Regions from separate parts of the Gossypium hirsutum genome. Here region 1 is linked to region 2. The links are chromatin contacts, called in public Hi-C maps. All regions are on one chromosome and are shown on one strand. Each heading gives the region's core, a stretch centred on a gene start, on an enhancer-like site or on the middle of the called end of the contact. The rest is flanking DNA. Distances are from core to core; before and after follow the strand shown. Region 1 has its middle 56 kb from the start of LOC107928035. Region 2 holds the start of LOC121230788 (pentatricopeptide repeat-containing protein At1g11290, chloroplastic-like).

Region 1 (3,056 bases), core at 356-2,855, 93 kb before region 2:
TGCATATCATATCTAAGATTGCATATCCTATCTAAGATTGCTTATCCTTAAAGATTATATTTCCATATGAGTTAAGCTTGTAGATGGACCTTCAATCTTTTCAAGTAATGGGTCATTCCGATCGGGCTAAATTATATATTTGTAATTTTAAGTTGGACTTGGACTTTATTTTATTTTTTTGTAGGCCCAGGCTAAATTGGCCTATTACAATTACCAAGTAATTTTCTCTTGGGGAAAAATTGTCTATTTGCATACGTAATTAATACGTAATTGTTTATTATTGATGATTTTCCTTTCTCCAAGAATTTGAATAGGCTTTGAAGCCTATAAATACATTTACCTCTTATCTCTCTCATCATCCCCTTTGAAAAATATAGAAATATGGAATGGTCGCCATTCGCCAATAATATTAGCTGTAATGTGAATTTTGCTAGATTATGAGTTTAGTTTTCATTATTGCTTGGTCAATTGATCATTGCATGCAAATAAAAGGAAAGCCAGACTCATAATTTAGCAAAATTGATATTAATTTAGCTCTCAATTATGGATGAGCATTTTTTTAGTGAACCAACTAGATAACTCGAAATTGATTATAAACGATTAATTAATTAGTATCGGTTCATCTAGTTTTGGCTAATACAAGTTGTTGTCTACTGCTAAAAGCACTTTAATGTTGACTTTGTTACATTATGAGTCTAATTTTTATCTCTTCATCTTATTTGGTCAAATTGACAGTTGCTTGTAAATAAAAGGAAAACTAAACTCATAATTCAGCAAAGTCAACATTAACTTGGCTCTCAATTAGGGATCAATATGTGTTGATTGATCATTGGCAAGTACAAGTTGTTGTCCATTGCTAATAGCCCTATAATGTCAGACTTTGTTGGATTATGAATCTAGTTTTTATCTCTTCATCAGCTAATGATTGCATACAAATGTAAAGAACATTAAACTCATAATTCAACAAAGTTGACATTAACTTGGCTCTTAATTAAGGATTTATCATTAAAGAATACAAGTTGTTGTCTATTGCTAATAACCCTATACGTCAACTTTACTGGATTACGAGCTTAGATTTTTTTTCTCTATCATCATTGCTTGGTTGATTGATGATTGCCTGTAAATGAAGAGAAAGCTAGATTCATGATCTAGTAATTTAGTCAATATTAAACTGGGTTTCAATTAAGGGTAAGCATTTGTTAAGGTTGATATATGTAAATTATTTAGGATGGATTTTGGTATAATTAAATTCCAAATTTATCAATGTGACATGGAAATGTTTAATGTTTTTTTTTCCTAAAATTTTCATAATTGTATTTAATAAATCTTTTAAGGATTATACTTTAAAACTTACGATTAGATATATATGTAATTTATGAATCAACCGATCTAACTCAATTTTTAAACTAATACTTCATCTAATTCTCGGTTTGACCAATTAATTCTATCTAAATCAAACATCACCGATTGTAGTTAATACCATTACTAAATTCGCAGGCACATGGTCTTAGCTGCATATGTGGAAGCCAATTGCCATACGACCCAAACCTATTCTCCAATGTAAAGGATCCATTCTTTCGGATAACAATCCTTCATCTCAACCATGATTTTACGATTATTATATTAGCCCAAATAAAATAAGCCTAAGGCTCTAATAAGCGGGCTTGGACCCTAAAGAATTGTGGGGGCCTCAAAGTCCTTAACTTCTTCAATAGCAGGCTCACCAATTATATGATTTCTTTTGACAACTAGTGTTAGAAATTTGAAATATTTAAAATAAATAAAAAAAATCAAATCTTCCATTCTTAAAAAAAAGACCTTGAGATATTTGTTTGTAAATTATTAGACTTAATTGTTCTAGTAAAAACCAAATTGAGAGGATGAACTCACGCGAATTAGAGCTAAGCCTAAATGGCCAATGTAATGTAAATTGGTGGATTTCCCTGCGCATGATATATTGCGGCGTCAGCCTTTTTGTTTTTGAAATTATTTTTTATTGAATTTTTTAGAGTTCAAGAAAAGTAAATTACTTAATTACTAACACATATTTTGTCAAACTAAAAATAGCTTTATCGATTGATTCTATATTTAGCCATGTCTAGATTTATCAAAACATTTCAATATATTTTTAGCAAAGTCAATTCGCTTACTTTTGGTATTTGTAGCCAATAAATGTCCTATAAATATCATGACTCATTCTAAATGCACTTCAAGAACTATTTTCTTCTCCTCTCACTCATCCTTTCCATCCTTAAGAGATTGTTGAGTATTTTTTTTGTTGTGATCTATTATTGACTTTTGTTCTTGTTTTATAATAGAAGAGCTTTTGAAATCTTGGGGGATATGCTACAACCAAATATCTTTAAGGACAATGTTCAACACCTCTTAATCTGTTCAACTCGTATTCTTGGTTTGTTAACTTGATGCAATATTTGTCAACAATCTTAAGGATATTTTTGTACTGGGATGTTGTCCACACCCTATGTCATGCTCCCATAAACATATCATGTGCCTGCTTTTATTGTCGTCTTACTGCCCGTATCCTAATGCTATAAATATTTATGATGTTCGAGATTCTTATGCATCACTAATATGCATTAAAAAAAGGGTGAGATCTAAGTATTTTCGAAATGGTAATTGATTTGATTTTGAAAAAAAAATGATCGCATGTAAAGTATGCTATTTCTATGATGAATTGTTTGAATGAAGCATGAATCCATGATTTTATGTATTATTATTGGAAGATTAGTGGGCCTTGAGTTGGAGTTTAATAAAATGCAATTCTTAATAAAATAATGTGAATTTACCCTAGACTTGGTTAATATTATATTTATCTTTAATATGGATTAGGCCAAACCCAAGTTCAGAGACTAAAGTTGTAACACCCCTCGCTTGAACCGATCGTCAAGTTCGAGCTACAGAACACTATATTAATTGCCAGAGCAACCACGATAAATTAGACAACATATAACCATTTATACATGCAAACAAGAGTTAATTACATTCAAAATTATATTAAACAATAAATTCCAAGTCTTAATCGAGCTTACGAAAGC
Region 2 (2,820 bases), core at 169-2,668:
TTGTTTAATTTTAATTAAGCTTAGTTAATTTACATAATATTAATTAATTAAACCATAATTAATTAAACCATAATCTTTAATTAACTTAGGTTAATGATAATAAACAACACATCCCACTATCATCAACTTAAAATTGGTCTATTAGCTATTTTAGTCTTTGGATAATTGCTATTTAAGTCCCCAAATCTTAATCTAATTAGAAACCTATAGCGATTAAACTTTTACGATTTAGTCCTTGAGCCTTAAATACTCACAATTTTAGTTAAACCGTTTAACCAAATTTCAATTCATCAATATAATAACTCCATAAATATACCTATTTAATATTTACGGACTCAGTTTATGAAAACAAGGTCTCGAAACTATATTTTTCCACACCACTGGAGACTAAGTCATTACATAGACTCTCAATCTAAAACTATTGACGTGAAGCCTAAAGCTTTGTTTTCAAATCTATAGGCTTGGATTTCTCAAAGAAAACCCTCGAAAATTGTGAGGTCACTCCCAAAGCTTTATATTTTTTGTGCTCTGATCTCTTAATCTTGTTGTTTATATGGCTTGATTTTGAAATGTCTTTCTACTTTTAAGCTTGTCAATGGTGGTTCAATAAAAGCAACGATGACATCTTTAAGGGAGGTAGCAGTTAGGGTTATTGGGTTAGAAGGGAAAAGATGAAGTAAATGAGAGGAGAAAAAATAAGGAAAAATTATCGGTGGAAGAGATAGATTTAACGGTTGAGTAGTCAATTTGATCAATTTCTTTAATATCGGTGACCAAATTAACAAAAAAAAAATTGGAGTGAACAAAATAAGAATGACCTAATTTTAGAGTTATTGATGAGGTAGTTTATCGTAATTAATTGATAATTCAAAAGCTTAATATTTACCTTGTTAATAGAAATTTGCAATTATTTGTTCTTTTTAATAGAAATGTGTAAGATTTTATTATACAAAATTGATAAATTAGTTCTTCTATTTTAATTTGTTAGAATTTAATCATTGTATTTTATGAAAATTAAAAAAATTTAGTCAAATTTGGTAAATGTTAATCTTGGTGTTAAATTTATACATAAAATCAACAATTCAATAATTTATATGTAAGTATTTAGCAAAAATCAATAGTTCATCAATTTATATGTAAATTTATTAGTAAAAATCAACAGCTCAAATTCATATATTTACCAATAATTGGATTAATTTCTCGATTTTTTTAACATACAAGGATCAAATTTTGACACACTAAAGTAGAGGGACTTTCTGGCAAAAAAAATAGATGGACTAACTTCTTAAGTTTCACAAGGATGAAATTTAGAATTAGACCAAATTAGAAATTACTTGGCCCATAATTTTTCTTTATTCGGCCCATTTATCACAAACAAATCCAAAATTTAGGAAATGAAAAGAAAAAATCTCGCAATCCTAATCCAGTTTCGGTCCTCCCATTTGAAGAAGTCATTGAATTGGAACTCATGAGGATGTAACATAGCATTGATAGAAAACAGCCATGAGCTCTCAGCTCATATCTTCTTCTCCAACTATCACCGAAATCCCAACCCCAAAACTCCATTCTCGTTCCCACACGCTTTCTCAAAGAACTCAGATTCCTCTCCATGTTTATAAACACCCAGCAGCTATCCTTTTAGAACTCTCTACTTCCATTAAAGAAGTTTACCAAATCCTTCCCCATATAATCAAATCCAATCTCTACACCGAGCACTTGTTTCAGACCAAACTCCTTAGCCTTTTCTGCAACCACGGTTGCATTGCTGAAGCTGCCCGCGTTTTCGAACCTATCCAAGATAAACCCGAAGTTCTTTATTACACTTTGCTTAAAGGGTATGCCAAGTACTCATCGTTACACGAAGCTTTATTGTTTTTTGTTAGGATGAAAGTTGATAATGTTAAGCCCGTTGTTTATAACTTTACTTACCTGTTGAAAGTTTTATGGGGATAAAGGGGAGCTCAGAAGAGGGAAGGAGATACATGGGCAGTTGATAAAAAATGGGTTTTCTTCAAATGTCTTTGCAATGACTGGAGTGGTCAATCTGTATGCGAAATGTAGACAAATTGAGGAAGCTTATAAGATGTTTGATAGAATGCCTGAGAGAGATTTGGTTTCTTGGAATACGATTATTTCTGGGTTTGCACAGAATGGATTGGCTAAACTTGCTTTGGGTTTAGTTGTTAAGATGCAAGAGGAAGGGCAAAGACCTGATTCTGTTACCCTTGTTTCCATTTTGCCTTCAGTGGCTGATATGGGATTGGTTAAGATAGGGAGGTCGATTCATGGTTATGTTTTAAGAGCGGGTTTTGAAGGGCTTGTGAATGTGAATACTGCATTGGTTGATATGTATTCGAAATGCAGGTATATTGGAATTGGGAGGTTGATCTTTGATGGGATGAAACAGAGGACTATGGTATCGTGGAATTCAATGATCGATGGTTATGTTCGAAGTGGGTATGCTGAGGAAGCGATGGCTATTTTTGAGAAGTTGTTGGACGAAGGAGTGGAACCGACTGATGTTACTATAATGGGAGCTGCTCGTGCTTGTGCTGATTTGGGTGATCTTGACCGAGGAATGTTTGTTCATAAGTTATCGGATAAGTTGAAACTTGCTACCAATGTTTCTGTTATGAACTCTTTGATTTCCATGTACTCCAAATGTAAGAGAGTTGACCTTGCTGTGGATATTTTCAAAAAATTGCCTGGTAAGACCCTTGTTTCTTGGAATGCTATGATTTTAGGCTTTGCGCAAAATGGATGCGTTAATGATGCTTTGAACTACTTTTACGAGATGCATTCTCGAAACATGAGACCGGA

The links. A called contact is a pair of places that touch in the nucleus more often than the background predicts.
Region 1: a Hi-C map of leaf shows a contact between it and region 2, with 3 times the contacts expected there. The contact joins the enhancer-like site here to the promoter of LOC121230788 in region 2. A contact is called at or near these places in 10 of 34 Hi-C or Micro-C datasets (anther, cotyledon, hypocotyl and 2 more).

What each region holds. Positions count from the first base shown.
Region 1 is chrA06:123,881,235-123,884,290 of Gossypium_hirsutum_v2.1, reverse strand. No RefSeq gene overlaps it. Among protein-coding and RNA genes, the nearest start is that of LOC107928035, 56 kb to the left of the region's middle. Within about 2 kb of position 1,605, at least 3 of the 9 cell types and tissues checked have an H3K27ac peak or open chromatin away from gene starts, as enhancers often do. A contact at or near this core is called in hypocotyl and leaf, where this site is marked.
Region 2 is chrA06:123,788,622-123,791,441 of Gossypium_hirsutum_v2.1, reverse strand. LOC121230788 (pentatricopeptide repeat-containing protein At1g11290, chloroplastic-like) reads left to right here and starts at 1,418. Exons shown (of 2, transcript XM_041116182.1): 1 at 1,418-1,944; 2 at 1,946-2,820. The coding sequence starts at 1,504.